2 separate regions of the Ovis aries genome follow, and region 1 is linked to region 2. A link is a contact called in public Hi-C data. All regions are on one chromosome and are shown on one strand. Each heading gives the region's core, a stretch centred on a gene start, on an enhancer-like site or on the middle of the called end of the contact. The rest is flanking DNA. Distances are from core to core; before and after follow the strand shown. Region 1 overlaps CSF2RB (colony stimulating factor 2 receptor subunit beta). Region 2 holds the start of NCF4 (neutrophil cytosolic factor 4).

Region 1 (7,408 bases), core at 4,808-7,307, 90 kb after region 2:
TCTTCAGTGCTCAGGCTTCTTCACAGTCCAACTCTCACATCCATACATGACCACAGGAAAAACCATAGCCTTGACCAGACAGACTTTAGTCAGGAAAGTAATGTCTCTGCTTTTGAATATACTATCTAGGTTGGTCATAACTTTTCTTCCAAGGAGCAAGCATCCTTTAATTTCATGGCTGCAGTCACCATCTGCAGTGATTTTGGAGCCCCCCCAAAATAAAGTCTGACACTGTTTCTACTGCTTCCCCATCTATTTCCCATGAAGTGATGGGACTGATTGTCTATTTACCCCCTACTCCCAATTTACCCCTCCTCACTTTCCATTTGGTAACCAAAAGTTTATTTACTATTGGTGCTTACTCACTCAGTTATGTCTGACTCTTTGCAATCCTCTGGACTTCCCACCAGGTGCCTCTGTCCATGGAATTTTCCAGGCAAGAATACTGGAGTGGGTTTTCGTTTCCTCCTCCAGGGGATCTTCCCAACCCAGGGATCAAACCGGTGTCTCCCGCGTCTCCTGCATTGCAGACAGATTCTTTCACTGCTGAGCCACTGAGGAAGACCCATTTTTCTATGAGACTTCTGAAGTCTTATTAACTGTCCTCACACATATTTTTTCTCTTGTGAATTCCTGCCAAAAAGAAGGAAAATCTTATTAAGTTTTGATTAGAGTTGTGTTAAACTTATAACTGATTTTCAGAAGAATTAACCTCTTTACATGTGAAGAATTTGCATTTGTGGTAAGACCCAAAGAGAAACTCTGAGTTTTTAGCTGAGTTCCAGGTAGGCAGAGCAAGCTGCACCAGCTCAGGCAGACTCTCCTTTGCCTGCCAAGGCACTGCTCCCCTGCAGGAGCTAAAATACTCTCCCCCAGCCCCAGACAAACCCACTCTTCCTTCCCAGGCATTTCTTGGACTAACCACCCCACAAAGATCATCAAGTTTGATTCTCTCACGATCTCATGTGAGATACGTCGGGTTGGGCCCATTTTACAGGTTTAGAGAGCGAGGTTCAGAGGGCACTGAAAAGTCAGCCCAGGCCGCCAGCACAGGAGGGACAGGGCCTGTGTTGAAAGTCAGTTTGGCTGAGCCTAGAGCCGCACTTTTCCCAGCAACAGAGCTTCTGGTATATGTGTCTGTGCAGCTTGAGTGAAGTTTTCGACAATTTTACAGACAGAAAAGGAGTCATGGTCCTCTCTGTTCTACTTTCCTGGTACTTCCCAGGGGCTGGATAAAATGAAATGAGGAAATCCCCAACCTTCTGCAGAAAAAAAAGGGAACCGGCATTTCAGGGGGTAGTGTGGGAGGAATGAGGTAAATGGAACAACGTGGGGAGAGCACCAGGCTTGTGTATGTGTGTGTGTGCATGCACGCGTGAGCATGTGCGTGTGTGGTGAGGGTGTGTGCACATGCTCACTCCCACAGAAGGATCACACCCCAAAACCCAGTGACTCCCCCAGGTCAGTACCTGGTGGGGGGAAAAATCAAATACCAGGCTTCCCTCTTGAATTTTCTCATTACCAGGGCAGTGTGGCCCAGTGGGAACCCACATCTGCAGAGGCCACTAAGTGCATCTCCTTCACGGTCACATCCCTGGCACTGAGTTGAGGAGCAGGGACTGTCCCAAGGGCCAGGCTGAGGCAGCAGTGGGGCTGCAGCCAGGCAGCAAGGCCGCTCCTGGGTCCGCCCTACCACGTGGGCCAAGTCTCATGGGCTGATGATTCCTTCCGCAGGCCTGGAGGAGGCAGGATCCCAGAGAGAGGAGGATTCCCAAGAGCTGATGACATGGGTCTAGCCCAGCCTCCAGCAGGGGAGGAACACAAGACTCCAGGGCAGTGAGGAGCCCACACTTTGCCCAGACCTGGACCCACCCGAGCGGGCCACCTGTTCTCCAGAGCTGAATCACGAGATGACACTGACCCGGGGGCTGCTCTCCCTGGCTCTGCTGGCGCTCTGCTGGGGACTCAGCACAACAGGGGCTGAAGGTGAGCTGGATCACCCCCACCCTTTCTCACTGCCGGGCCACAGAATCCAGAGCCCCAGACTTCTGTCCTCCCCACCATCTCTTCTCTCCCCTGATTTTCCCTGCAGGCCTCCCTTCCCTCCCCCTACACTCCCGTTCCTTCTTCTCTGGCCTCCTGTAAAGACCCTCTCTGGTTGTGTGGCTTCTCTGTCCACATTTCCCAGTGTGGCATTCCAGACCTCTAACCTCCTGGCTGGCCATTCCAGTCCTTTGTCTGACCTTGTGTTCCCCCCAGACACTCAGCACCTGGAGGTCTTGACCAGTTCCCACCTCTGTACCTTTGCTCCTGGGGACCCTCAGCCAGGGTGTGGGGGGTGTCTCTCCTCTTGCCTCAAGGCCCTGCTGAGATGCCCCCCTCACCCCGGGCTCCTCAGGCCACTGACCACCCTCTCCAAGGGCTCCAAGAGAACTCAGCTCCCCTGATAACCCTGGGAACCACACTCCACTTTCCAAGCATCAGGCCTAGTGGGGCCTGATCCAAGAGCAGGGTGGGGAGGTCCCAGAGTAGGGCCCTTAGGGGTGGGTTTGTGCCTCTGCTCCCAGGCTGCGCCCACCCGGGGGGCCCAGGGGCAAGGCCTGTGTCTGATGCATGTGGCCACCTATAGTGGGAGGGACTCTGTTCCTCCAGGAGCAGGGCAAGGCAGGGGCTCAGGACACATGCTCTGAATCAACTAGAATATTATGTTTTTCCCGACAGGAGGGTCCACAGCGGGCTCCCTTACATCTGCACACTTGCAGAGACAGCTGCCTCTGCCCCTGCCACGGTCCCTGGGGACCTTTGCCTGGGCTCTAGGAGCCTCTAGAGGATTCTGGGAGATTTTTCTGCAGTGCTGTGCACCCAGGAGGTGGTGACAAGGGAGAAGGTGTGACCCTCTTTCTGCTTTCCTCCCTGGCAGGGACTATCCCTCTGGAGACCCTGCGCTGCCACAATGACTACACCAGCCGCATCATCTGCAGGTGGGCAGACACCCAGGATGCCCAGCAACTGGTCAACGTGACCCTCTACCGCAGGCCCAAGGAGTGAGTGAGGCAGGGCCCAGGGTTGGGGGGCAGTGAGGGGTGCTGCTGTGTGGGCAGTGCCAGAGGTTTGGGGCTGGACAGAAGGTAAGGATGGGAAACTCCTGCCCAGGAGCTCCTGACCCATCAGGCAGCCTGCTGGGCCCAGGGGCTTGTGTCTGATGTCCGGTTTGGGGGAAGAACCTCCAATGTTAATATTGTTGATGACGGTGATAATCTCTTATTTTGTCACAACTGAACAAAATCAATCGGCAGAAGTCAATTTTGGTTCATCCTCCTTATGAGGTTGGCAGGACAGGGACATGATGCCCAATTCACAGATGGAGAAACTGAGGCTGCAGAGGTGAGGTCTCTCCCCGTGGCCACACAGTGGGTTCAAGGCCTTAGCAGGACCAGTGTCCTGTGTCCAGCCTGCAAGGCTAAGCACCATGTCTCCCCCAGGCCCTGCTGCCTCTGGAGTGGGGGCTTCTCTTCTCGCCTCACCTAGTCTCCAGGGCATAGCCCATTTGGGAGGGTACTCCCACCATTCTGGGATCCAGTGATAGTCTAACTCACCATAATGGAAGTAATTAAACAGCAGGCATCACACAGGGTCTGGGGAGACCCCTGACGACCTCCCCTTGGAAGAAGGGCTTTCGCTCCACAGCATCATTGCCCCTACACTCTCTCCCCTGCTCTCCCCAGAGCCTCCATCCTCCTTGTCCACTGCCCCCATCCCCATCCTCAGCTGTGGCCTGCCTCCTCCTGCACTGGGACACCAGAAGAGAAGCTTCCCAGCACCTCCCCCTGCCGTGGCCTTCCACCTCCCTGGATATTCCCTGCAGTGATGGCCTGTCCCAGGCCTGTCTGAGGCCAGAGCCGGGGTCCCAGTTGGTCTTGCTGCTCAAGGACATCACTGCCATCCCAGTCTCCACTGTCCCCACGCTGTGGAGGGACACTGTCCCGGATCCACTTACAGATGCCAACCAGACTGCAGCTCAGGGCCTCGCGAGCCCAGTCTCCTAGCCCGGCTGTCCACTCTCTGCTTCCCTCTGAGGGAACCTCCTGTAAAGAGTGGTCTGGAGCCCTGTTTCCAGTGCCTCTCAGGTGCTTCCTCCAGAGCCCACTCTCCCAGGACTCTGCTGCCCCCAGCAGGCCATTTAACCTGCTCCTGCTGGAGTCAGTGATGACCATGTGGTGAAAATCAGTGGTTAGTCCTGGCCTTCTCCCCACACACCCGCAGGCAGCACCTGACAAGGACCTAAGCACAAGGCACCATGGCACCTCCCTCCCTGACCCTGGCCAGCACCCGGGCCCTTCCCCACGTCCCCCTGGCCTGCCCTTTTCTGTCTCCTAGTCTGTTCCCTACTCTGAAGGGGACGAGGTCCCAGGGCTCTTGGACCTCCCTTTTCTTGCATCTGGATCCAGTGGCAGAGATCCAGCCCCAGACTATGGTTCTGACCCAGACATGCTCTCTCCAGCCTGGACCTTTCCCCAAGTTCCAGAACCACAGGTGCACTTGCCTGTCCACATTGTCCCTTATAGTCTTTAACTTCAAGTGTCCTAAACAAGTTCCTGCTCTGCCTCCCAAAGACAGCCCCTTTGCTAGATTCCCATCTCAGCTCACCAAAGGGGAGCTTCCAGGGGCTCAAGCCAGACAAATGGGGGCAGTCTTTTATTTTTTGCATTCCAGTCTCCTTTCCCTCCTTTCCTTCTTCACCGCAACGTCCAATCCATCAGCAAATGTGATCTACTTCATCTTCAAATAGAAAGTGAATCTGGCTAACACCTGATTCAGACCACTTCTTATCACTGAGATAGTCCAGAAGCCTCCTAACTTGTCCCTCTGCTTCCAGTATTGCCGCCCCCAACCCCCAGCAACCCAAGTCAATCTATCCACAGCTCAGCAGCCACAGAAATCCTTTCAAAATGTGTGTCAAAACAGCACTCCTTTGCTCATAACTCTCAATTTTCCTCACTTCCAGTGAATTCAAAATTCCTTACGTTCCTTTTAAGCACTGACCTTCTGTAACCTCACTCTGCTAGGCTCCTGGACCTCCCACCCTCACATCTCTACTCTGCATGCACTGTTAATTGCCTAGTCACACAACATCCCAAACCTATGCCTACCCCAGGACCTTTGCACTTGCTGTTCCTTTTCCTTGAAATCCTCTTTCCCCAGATTTGGCATGGTTCCCTCCCTGATCTTCAAGTTTCTGCTCAGATGTCACCTTCTCCAAGAGGTCTTCCCTGCCTCTTTTACTTCAAATTGTATCCCCAGGCCAGCCCTTCTGACCTGCTCACACCCCTTTCCTTCCTGACTTGTCTATGTACGCTTTTCTCCATTTGACATGTGACATCATTCTTTCATTGCTTTGTGTATGTCTGCCTCTATTAGGACGTCTGCACTGTAGACAGGGATTTGCATGTGTTTTGTTTCCTGCCAGGCTCCCTGGTACTAAACAAAGCCTTACACGTAGGAACCACCCGTTAATATTTGTGAGTGAGTGATTCTTCTCTCTCGGCTAACCTTATCCTCTCCTGGCAGGGACCATCCACAGCGAGTGTCCTGCAATCTTAGTGACGACAAGCCCTGGTTAAACAGCCCTTGTCCTGGCTGTGTACCCAGAAAATGTGTTATTCCTTACCGAAACTTTGTCCTTGCCGACTATGACTACTTCTCATTCCAACCGGACCAGCCTCTGGTCACTGAGCTCACCGTTAATCTGAGTCAGCATGGTAAGGCCTGGGGTCCCTGGCCAAGCGTAGTCCCCTGTGAGGACAGAGAACCCTGGAGTGTCCACAAGTGCCTGGCCTACTTGGGGAGGCAGATGTGGAAACATCTAATCCTCCAGGGTTGTAAGGACCATACAAAGGGTGTGGTGGGCCAGGAAAAGGAACAAGGGATTCTGCCTTGGGGAGAGGACCCAAGAAGTTTCCAGAGAAGGATACACATCTGCTGGGTACTGAGAGGTGCAGGATGACCCTGGGCAGAGGAACTAGTTAAGTGTGGCCTGAAGAGGGAGTTACAGGAGTCACAGTGCCCTCTGCTGGTGGCCACGCAGGCCACCTCATGGACCGTGGGGACAGAAGGAAGCTAGCTCCCTCTGGAGTTTAATTTGAGCACCTTTTATGGAGTTTATGTTCTGAGGCCTAGGAATCTGCACAGCTTCATTCATTTTCACGCTGAATCCCCACGATTTAGCAGAAGGCAGTCTGAGGTCCATGGAGAAGAGGGGTCTGTCCAAGGTCACTCAGCCAGTGGGAGCAGTGCCTGGCCTGGGACCCAGGCCTATCCACACATGGGCCACAGAGGACCTTCACCTCCCGCACAGTCATCCAGCCCCTTAGGGACCCTTTCCTTCCTGTCCCTCCAGTGCAGCCCCCCACACCCAAGGACCTCAGCGTCACGACTACCGGGGAGAGTCTCCTGCTGTCCTGGAGGATAGCCCATGAGGGTTTCCAGAGCCACTGGCTATCCAGCCTGGAGTTTGAGGTGGCCTACAAGCGACTTCAGGACTCCTGGGAGGTAGGGAGCCCACCAACTGTGCCCCAAACCCACAGGTACGCGGCCTAGCCGGCCCTGCTCAAACAGCCCCTCTCCCCTCCAGGATGCCCACACCATCCACTCCACGTCCCCCCAGGCCATCTTGGAGCTAAAGTACCTCCTGCCCAGCAGCACCTACGTGGCCCGAGTGTGCACCAGGCTGGCCCCAGGCTCGGGGCTCTCAGGACGACCCAGCCAGTGGAGCCAGGAGGTTTCCTGGAACTCCCAGCCAGGTGACAGAGTTGGGACAATGCTCCCTTTGGAGAGGGGAGCTCATTACAGCTCCAGGACAGGAGTCCACTGTCCACACAAGAGGATCCTCGGGTGCTCTGTGTTCAGCGTGGCTTCCTTGGACCCACCCCATCCCTACTGTGACTCTGCAGAGGCAGAGGCTGCATCTGACTCACCCCCAGGCCCCAGTTTGCTGTCCACGTTCTGTGGAGGAATAATTACAATTTAATCACAATGGCATATGGGCAGCTGTGTTTTCATGAGGGCTGCACGACATGTGGACACACCAACACGACGGTGTTATTTAATAAATCCCCAAACCCCGAGGCTGAGAGGTCCTCCCCACTTTGCACAGGGGTGTGAAGTTTCACAGAATTCACCCTCTGACCTGAGGTCACACGGCTGGCAGGTCAGGCTGAGTTTAACCCCTGATGTTTTTAGCCCCACAATCTCTCTGTGACGAGTCTCATGCTGAGCCCACTGAAGGCTAGGAATGAACGAATGAGGACTGAAGGAGGGTTTGTTCTCCCTCCCAGGGGATAAGGCCCAGCCTCAGAACCTCCAGTGCTTCTTTGACGGGGCCGCCCTGCTTACTTGCACCTGGGAAGTG
Region 2 (7,324 bases), core at 644-3,143:
CATGTTTATCTCTGTATTCCAAATGCCCTGCTTGATAAATAGTTGATTGGGTACATCCCTCCGTTTTTCTCCTTTCTTGTCTTCTCTTCTGTCTGCCAATGTTGTTCCTGCTTCCCAAGGAGTCCATAAAGAATCTTGGTTTCTGAAGAGCCCTTGACCCTGGCCAGGCTGCAGGAAGGGAGGCAGATCCTCACTGGGTCAAGGCTGTAGTGCTGGGCCCAGAGCATATTGTCTCCTGGGGATTTGGGCTCTGCCCTGAACTCTATTTGGGGCAGAAGGTCCCTTGAGGTGGCTGGGTAGAGTGGGGACGAGGTTCACAGGAAGGGCTTGAGGCTTCCAGCTGCCCTTCATTTGTAAGCCAGACAGCCCTTGGGATCCTAGAATGACTCTTCTCCCCAGTCTCTGTGTCTGGAAAACAACAAAAGAACTACAGTGGGAGATCCTGATTCCAGGCTCCACCGGGCTGGCTCTGTCCCTGCAGAGCCTCGTCCAGCCCTGTGGGTCCTAATTCAGCTTGGGTTTGGGACAGAGGGCCAGAAGGGCCCATTCTGTGATGCCAGAAGGCATGTCTTCCCCATCATCCATATCCTCTTGCTGCTGCTTGCTACTTTGCATCTATGATGCATGAGTGAATGTGAATGTGAGTGTGTGTGTGTGTGTGTGTGTGTATGTTTGTGTGTGTGTGACAAGTGTGTGTGGCTCTCTTGGGAGAGCTCCCTTCAGAATTCTATAGCCATACAAATTAGAGGGGCCAGAAAATCATGTTAATTCCCTGAATATTGGGTGAGCACTTGCAACGTGCTAGGCACTGCACTCGCTGGGAAGACAGTTGTCAGACATATAAAAATACAAACAAATATGGAGTTACAATAGTTCTCAATGCTCTAAAGCAAAAGTACAGGGATCTGAGAGAGAACAGCCGAGAGAGGGTGACATATTTAGAGTTCAGGTTCCTGGAAGGTCTCCCGGAAGACGTGACCTCCAAGAAGAGCCCTAAAGGAGACAGGGAAGAGCATTCCAGCAGAAACAGCCTGCATGAAGGCTAAGAGGGGAAGACATCTTGGAACATTCTAGAAATGGACTAGAGGCCAGTGTGCGAAGGAAACAGCCCGGGAGAGGGGGCTGGGGAAGCCAGTAGGTTATTCAGAACTTTGGAGGCAGACAGGACTAGAAGTGTGGACTTTCTCCTAGAGCAGGTGAAGCAGTTAAAGTTTAAGCAGGGAAGAGTGTGCTCAGATTTGTAATGTGACGCTCACTCTGGTTGGCAGCCCTGTGGGGAGAAATGGCTGTGCCAGGCTCAAGTAGGCTTGGGGATCTAGGCACGAGAGAAGCACAGACCAGAATTCCAGGAAAGGGAGAATAGAGAAGGATAAACCAACCCTCACATTCTAATATGACACAAGTGCCTGTGAGCACTAACTTTGTTGGGGGCACCAGGAAGGCTTCCTGGAAGAAGTGGCATCTGAGAGAGGACTTTGGGAAGGAAGGTGAGGTGGAGGCCCGCACTCCCAGCCTAGGGAATAGGTTGGGTAAAGTCTCAACAGTGAGGGGGTGCAGGCTGGGTGTGATGAGTCAGTGGATGTGAAGTAACTCCCCAAGGATATAAGTCCCCTGTGGTGGCTGAGTCAACACTGAGGCCCAGTCTCTGATGGAGAGCAGGTCTCTGATACCCAGCCAAGATCTGGCACCAAGAACTGACATCGAGGAAGTCCCCAATGCCCCCCCACCTCAGTCAATGTATCCCACACACCCAGTGTCAGAGAGTGTGTACTTCCCCAGTTGTGGTACATCTGCAAAGTGGGGAAGAGGAAGTATGGGCCACAGGCCAGCCCCAGAGGGCCTGGAGGAGGAGCCTCTTCTAGAGCCGAAAGAGGCTTGGCTGGGGGCCTCCCCAGAGGCAGCTCCTGGGGACTCCTGGGACCACAGCCGAGACGAGGCTAGCTGGAGGGAAGTGAGAGGTGACCTCGGCCTGGGCCCGGTCGTGAGACCCTCCGCCACCCCTGCCCTGGACGGACAGCCATGGCCAGGGCGCAGCAGCTTCGGGCTGAGAGGTGAGTGCAGGGGTGCTGCCCGCCCGGGGATCCTCACTGTTCCCGGCAGGCCTTGCAGGGCAGAGGCCCACTCTCCTGCAGCCGCTCATCAATGTCAAAAGTTGAGAGGCTGGAGTTGAGTCAGACCCCAAATACTCAGAAATATACTCTGAGAACTTCTTAAAGGAAACTCCTAGCAGTGGCTCACTTCCCTCAGGCACGGATGAAGACACTGAGGCTCAGAGAGGGGGAGTGACTTTCCCAGGGTCACGCAGAAGTGGGTGGTGGAGTCTGAACGGGAACTCAGGTGTCTGGGGCCCAGGCTGGGCCTCGCTACTCCACACTACTCAATAATGGGTTTTCATCTTCTGTTCAGATGGAGGCACAGAATCTGGCTGTTTTCCAGGGCTTGGCTCAGATGTCAACTCCTTCAAGAAACCTTCCTTAACAGACCCCTCCAAACACTTGCCCTGTTTCCTTCTTCTGTGTAGTCCTTACTTCTCTGGCACAATAGTCTATACACACTCATCTGTTTTCTTTGTCGCTGGCTCTGCAGTTAGAAGGAAGTCCCGTAGGGTATTTATCTCTTTTGATCATTGCTATATCCCAGGTCCGTCTAGTCAAAACTATGGTTTTTTCAGTAGTCATGCACAGATTTAAGAGCTGGACCGTAAAAAGTGCTGAGTGCTGAAGAATTGATGCTTTTTCATTGTGGTGCTCAGAAGACTCTCTTGGGAGTCCCTTGGACAGCAAGGAGATCAAAACAGTCAATCCTAGAGGAAATCAACCCTAAATATTCACTAGAAGGACTGATGCTGAAGCTGAATCCACTATTTTGGCCATCTAATGCGAAGAGCTGACTGGAAAAGCCCCTGATGCAGGGAAAAATTAAGGGCAGGAGAAGAAAGGAGTGACAGAGGATGAGATGGTTCAATAGCATCACCGACTCAATGGACATGAACTAGAGCAAACTCTGGGAGATAGTGGAGGACAGGGCAGTCTGGTGTGCTGCAGTCCATGGGGTCACAAAGAGTCGACATGACTTAGGAAGTGAACAGCAAATATCCCAGGATTTGAACAATGCCAGTACTAAGTGCTTAGTAAATGCTGCTGAGTGAGTGAGTGAATGAATGAATAACAGATGGATGGATGGATCTTTGAGCTGGAAAATGTCTTTAGATCATTCTGGACCAATCCTGTCATTGTATGGATGAGAAAACTGAGCCCCAAGGAGAATAAAATATTCACTCAGGGTCACATGGAGTGAGTGGCAAGGCTGGGGCTCCGAGCATAGCCTTGCCAGGGCCTCGCCTCGTTTCTCAGGAGTCAGTCTCTGAGTTTCCTCGGTAGGTCAGCCTGTGCTCTGAGCTGTGAGGGGACCTGAGGACATAGGGCTTGGTTCCTGCCTTTCTGGATCAGAGCCGCAGATGACATCAGAAAGAGTGTGGTAAAAGCACGGAAGTGGCTCAGAGGGTCACCGGAGACGGGTCAGGCTGGTCTGGCCAAAGTGGGCAGCAGAGGGCCCCTGGTGGACTCTGCAGCTAGAAGTGGGGGCCGGGATGGAATTCCTGAATGTCAAATGTCAGAAGGAAGGTATGTGCAGGCACACACAGCCCTCTGTGTTGCAGGAGGGGTATCAAATGCAAATGCTTGGAGGGTGATTCAGGAACGCCCTTCCAGGGATTTTCCTAGCAGTTCAGTGCTTAAGACTCTGTACTTCCACTGCAGGGTGTATGGGTTTGATCTCTGCTCAGAGATCTAAGATCCCACAGCCAAAAAAAGAAAAAGAATGGTCTTCCAGAGACACAGAGGGTGGTGCTGGGGGCTGGGGTGAGGTTCAGGGAGGCAGGAACCAAGCCCTGTGTCCTCAGGTCCCCCCACAGATTCCAGCTCTTCCAGCCCCCAAGTCCTCAGTGGAGACTGGGCGTGGCATGTAAACCTGAACCTTCAGGAAATACCTGCTGTTTGAGGCTGGTGGCACCTCCTGTTTCTCAGGGCATGTAGGTCAGAGAGATGATGCCCAGAGCAGACCCCTCTCTCCTAGTCCTGGCCCCCTCTAAGCTGTGCTTGCCCCTTTATGGAGGAAGGGCGCCCTTCCCCCCTCTTTCATGGGGCTACGGAGCCATGCCTGGGGTCTCTCAGTCTCCCTTCACCTGGATGCCTATTTAAACGTGAGGTCTGGATGCCTGAGGCCGAAGTGGAGGATGTAATGCGAGGGCAGCAGATTTCCGGTAGGACTTTCAAAGGCCTGAGGCACCTGAAGGTGGAAAGGACCGCTGTGGAGGCATTGAGTGTGCTTTCCACAAGCATGTTTTGAGCGCCTACTGTGTGTAGGAGGCAGGAACCCTGAACTAGCTGCTTCCCCAGGGTCTTTCCACCCGTCACCCAGCCCCTCCTGTCCAGGCCTCCCACATGGACTTTTCATGAACAATATCAGTCTATGGGCCCTGAGTGGACTTCAGTTCAGAGGGGTTCTGGCTGAGGTCTCCAGGGGGCAACTCTTCTAGGGGGACTTGCTGCCCATTTTTTTTGCACCCCTGCTTTTGCCCAGTGCAACAACTTCTTGGTTCAGCTCTCTGGCCCCGCCCCGCAGGCAGCCAGGCTGTTCCCACGTGGCCCATAGTGGTTGCTTTTGTTGTTGTTTAGTTGCTAAGTCATGTCCGACTCTTTGCAACCCCGAGGACTGTAGTCCGTCAGGCTCCTCTGTCCACGGGATGTCAAGCAAGCATGCTGGAGTAGGTTGCCATTTCCTCCTCCAGCGGATCTTCCCAACCCAGGGATCTAACCCACGTCTCCCTTGTCTCCTTCAGGTCTCCTACGCTGCAGGTGAAGTCTTTACCACTGAGCCACAGTGTCAGCCCACAGTGGACTTGCTATAAAACAGACACAGGGAGTGGGCTTGCACCTGGGCTTGCACCTCCCTGAGCACCTACTATGTGCCAGTGCTGTCCTGGGCACTGGGGATATAGCTGTGAGCAGGGTCCCTGCTCCTGTGGGGCTTCTCCAGCTACGCTTGTTACAGATGTGACCTCCAAACCCTCCTGGGATATAAATACCTCCTTGGGCCCTGTCTCGGAGTGGTGGAGGGGTCAGAGTTCAGAGAGGAGTCTTCCCAAGTCTGCTGACCTTGGCAATATCAGAGCGAGAATTCAGGTCTTCATCTTTCACCTGTACCCTCCCCTCTGTGACACACAGGTCTCCCAACATAACGCTTCCTCGCCCCGCCACCCCAAGGCGGGGCACAAGCGCCCTTCATGAGCAGGCTCTGCTGGTCTCTCTGGCCTCATCCTTTGTAACTTGCCCCTTCTTGCATAGTTGAGGCCTCTGCACCCACTCTTTCTTTTGCCTGTTGTCCTGGGTTGACTCCTCTTTACCTGGTGCCACTTCTTCTGGGAAGCCCTCCCTAATCATCCTCAGTCTGAGCACACCTTGCCCTCCTTGCAGGTACAGCATCCTTGCCTCTCCCTCTGATAACTTCACGTCCGTCTTAGAGTGTCGGCTTGGCGAGCTTTCTTGCCTGCTGCACTACTGATTCTTCGAGAGACTATAGTAATGGCTGGGCTCCTGCTGTAGCTGGAAAAATTGTGGAATTTTCCTTCACAGCTTCTATGATTACTGAAATCATGTAATTATTTATCCAACTCCTCCAATCAACCATGAAACCCAGGAAGGCAGAGGCCACATCCTAGAGTTCTTAGGACAATGTCTGAGTTACAGTAGCTGCTAACAATATTATTACTGTTGTTATTATTTTAGATGGGAGACTGATGCTGTGAGAGGCTGGGATTTATCTCAGTTTAACACAGCCAGCTGTTGGGAGCCTCAAACCAGGGCCAGTGTAGCAGTGACTGGGAACAAAATTCTGGAACCAAATCCCAGTTTTTTCGCTTTTTGGGACAAGTTCTTTAACCTCTGTGCCTCAGTCTGGAAAAAGGTGACACTGTCTTAGAAGGGCCGCCGGTGCTCCGTGCGCTTAGGACGTCGTCAGCTGTAGTTACCATTACCTGTTTCCCTGCAAAGGGCCGTTGCTGCCCCTCCAGTTCCTTCCTGCTCCACCAGCCTCCTGCTGAAGGTGAAATAGTCAGGAAATTCACCGTCTCAGGGGAGAAAGTGGCTGAGGAAGCTTCTCCCAAGGGTGTTTGTTACCACAGGACCCTGTGTGGAAAGTGAGTGGGGAGGCTGCTAGCCTGGGAGTGGTGGGGATTTCCTGTGCCTGCCCACCGCCAGTCTGAGTCACCTCCTGTGCCAGCCTCCGGAGTCCTGAGTTAGATCCCTGCAGTCCAGGTCACGTGGGGGGCCCAGCAGGGGCTGGGACTGGTCCCTTCTGGCTCTGAGGTTCAGGCAGCCCTGCCCCCCACTCCCACCCTGTTTCCCAACCGCCACAACAGGAACACGATTGCTGATGGCTTCTTGTTTCCTCATCTGTCTGCAAGCGGCTGGACTGGGTGACCCCTAGTTGCTCCTCTTCCCGTGCCTTGGCGTTCCGTTTTCTCTTTCTCCAGCTGTCCCTCTCAGTCCCCTCCTCTGCTCACGGATTGTTCTTCCCTGGGGGTTTTAACCATTAGTCACAGGGTGGAAGGTTCTTACCGCTCCCACTCCAGCTGGGACCCCTTTCAACTACACTCCCTGCAGGACTCCAGAGCCACACACCAACTCTTGCAGGACCATGACCTGGGTGCCCCAGGGGCCTCTCAGATTAGCACGTCCCACAATGTGTCCATCAGCCCTGCTCCCCTTCCACCCATCCTGGTCACAATACGGGTAATATGTGGGTGTCACTCTCGACACTGCCCTTTCTTTCACCTCTATATCCAAACAGTCCCCAAACCCTGCTGGTCGTAACTCTGGAATGACTCACAAATTAGCAGCGTGTCTGTTGGAAATGCTGAAGGCTGTCGAGAACAGAGGAACTGATAGTGGCTGAAACAGAGGTTTATGCTTTCACATAATGAGAAGTTCAGAGGTAGGCCACAACTGGTTCTGCCGCTCAGTGACTTCAGGACCAGAGTCCCAGAGATTCCTGTGATCATTCTCACGTTTTTGCCTCATGAATGCAATGTGGCTGCTGCAAGTCCAGATGTCACATCTGCTTTCTAGGCAGGCAGTTGGGGAAAGAGGAGGAGACCCTACTAGCTTTGTCCATCTCTCTGGATCTTGAAGCAAAACCTCTCCCAGAGGCTCCTACAGATTTCCTCTTAGGTCTCTTTGGTCAGAGCAGGTCACATGGCTGCTCCTCGCTGCAAGTGGGTCTGGGAAACAGCAATGGGATTATTCTGTTTGGCTCAGGCCAACTG

Evidence for each region. A called contact is a pair of places that touch in the nucleus more often than the background predicts.
Region 1: a Hi-C map of liver shows a contact between it and region 2, with 5 times the contacts expected there. The contact joins the enhancer-like site here to the promoter of NCF4 in region 2. A contact is called at or near these places in 9 of 16 Hi-C or Micro-C datasets (blood, hypothalamus, liver and 3 more).

The regions. Positions count from the first base shown.
Region 1 is chr3:180,976,179-180,983,586 of ARS-UI_Ramb_v3.0, forward strand. It overlaps CSF2RB (colony stimulating factor 2 receptor subunit beta), which reads left to right. Exons shown (of 14, transcript XM_042247245.1): 2 at 1,735-1,986; 3 at 2,921-3,044; 4 at 5,569-5,759; 5 at 6,398-6,549; 6 at 6,632-6,800; 7 at 7,335-7,408. The coding sequence starts at 1,911. Among named protein-coding and RNA genes, the nearest start is that of CSF2RB, 11 kb to the left of the region's middle. Within about 2 kb of position 6,058, at least 3 of the 54 cell types and tissues checked have an H3K27ac peak or open chromatin away from gene starts, as enhancers often do. A contact at or near this core is called in liver, where this site is marked.
Region 2 is chr3:180,890,706-180,898,029 of ARS-UI_Ramb_v3.0, forward strand. It overlaps NCF4 (neutrophil cytosolic factor 4), which reads left to right and starts at 1,894. Exons shown (of 10, transcript XM_042247241.2): 1 at 1,894-2,051. The coding sequence starts at 2,020.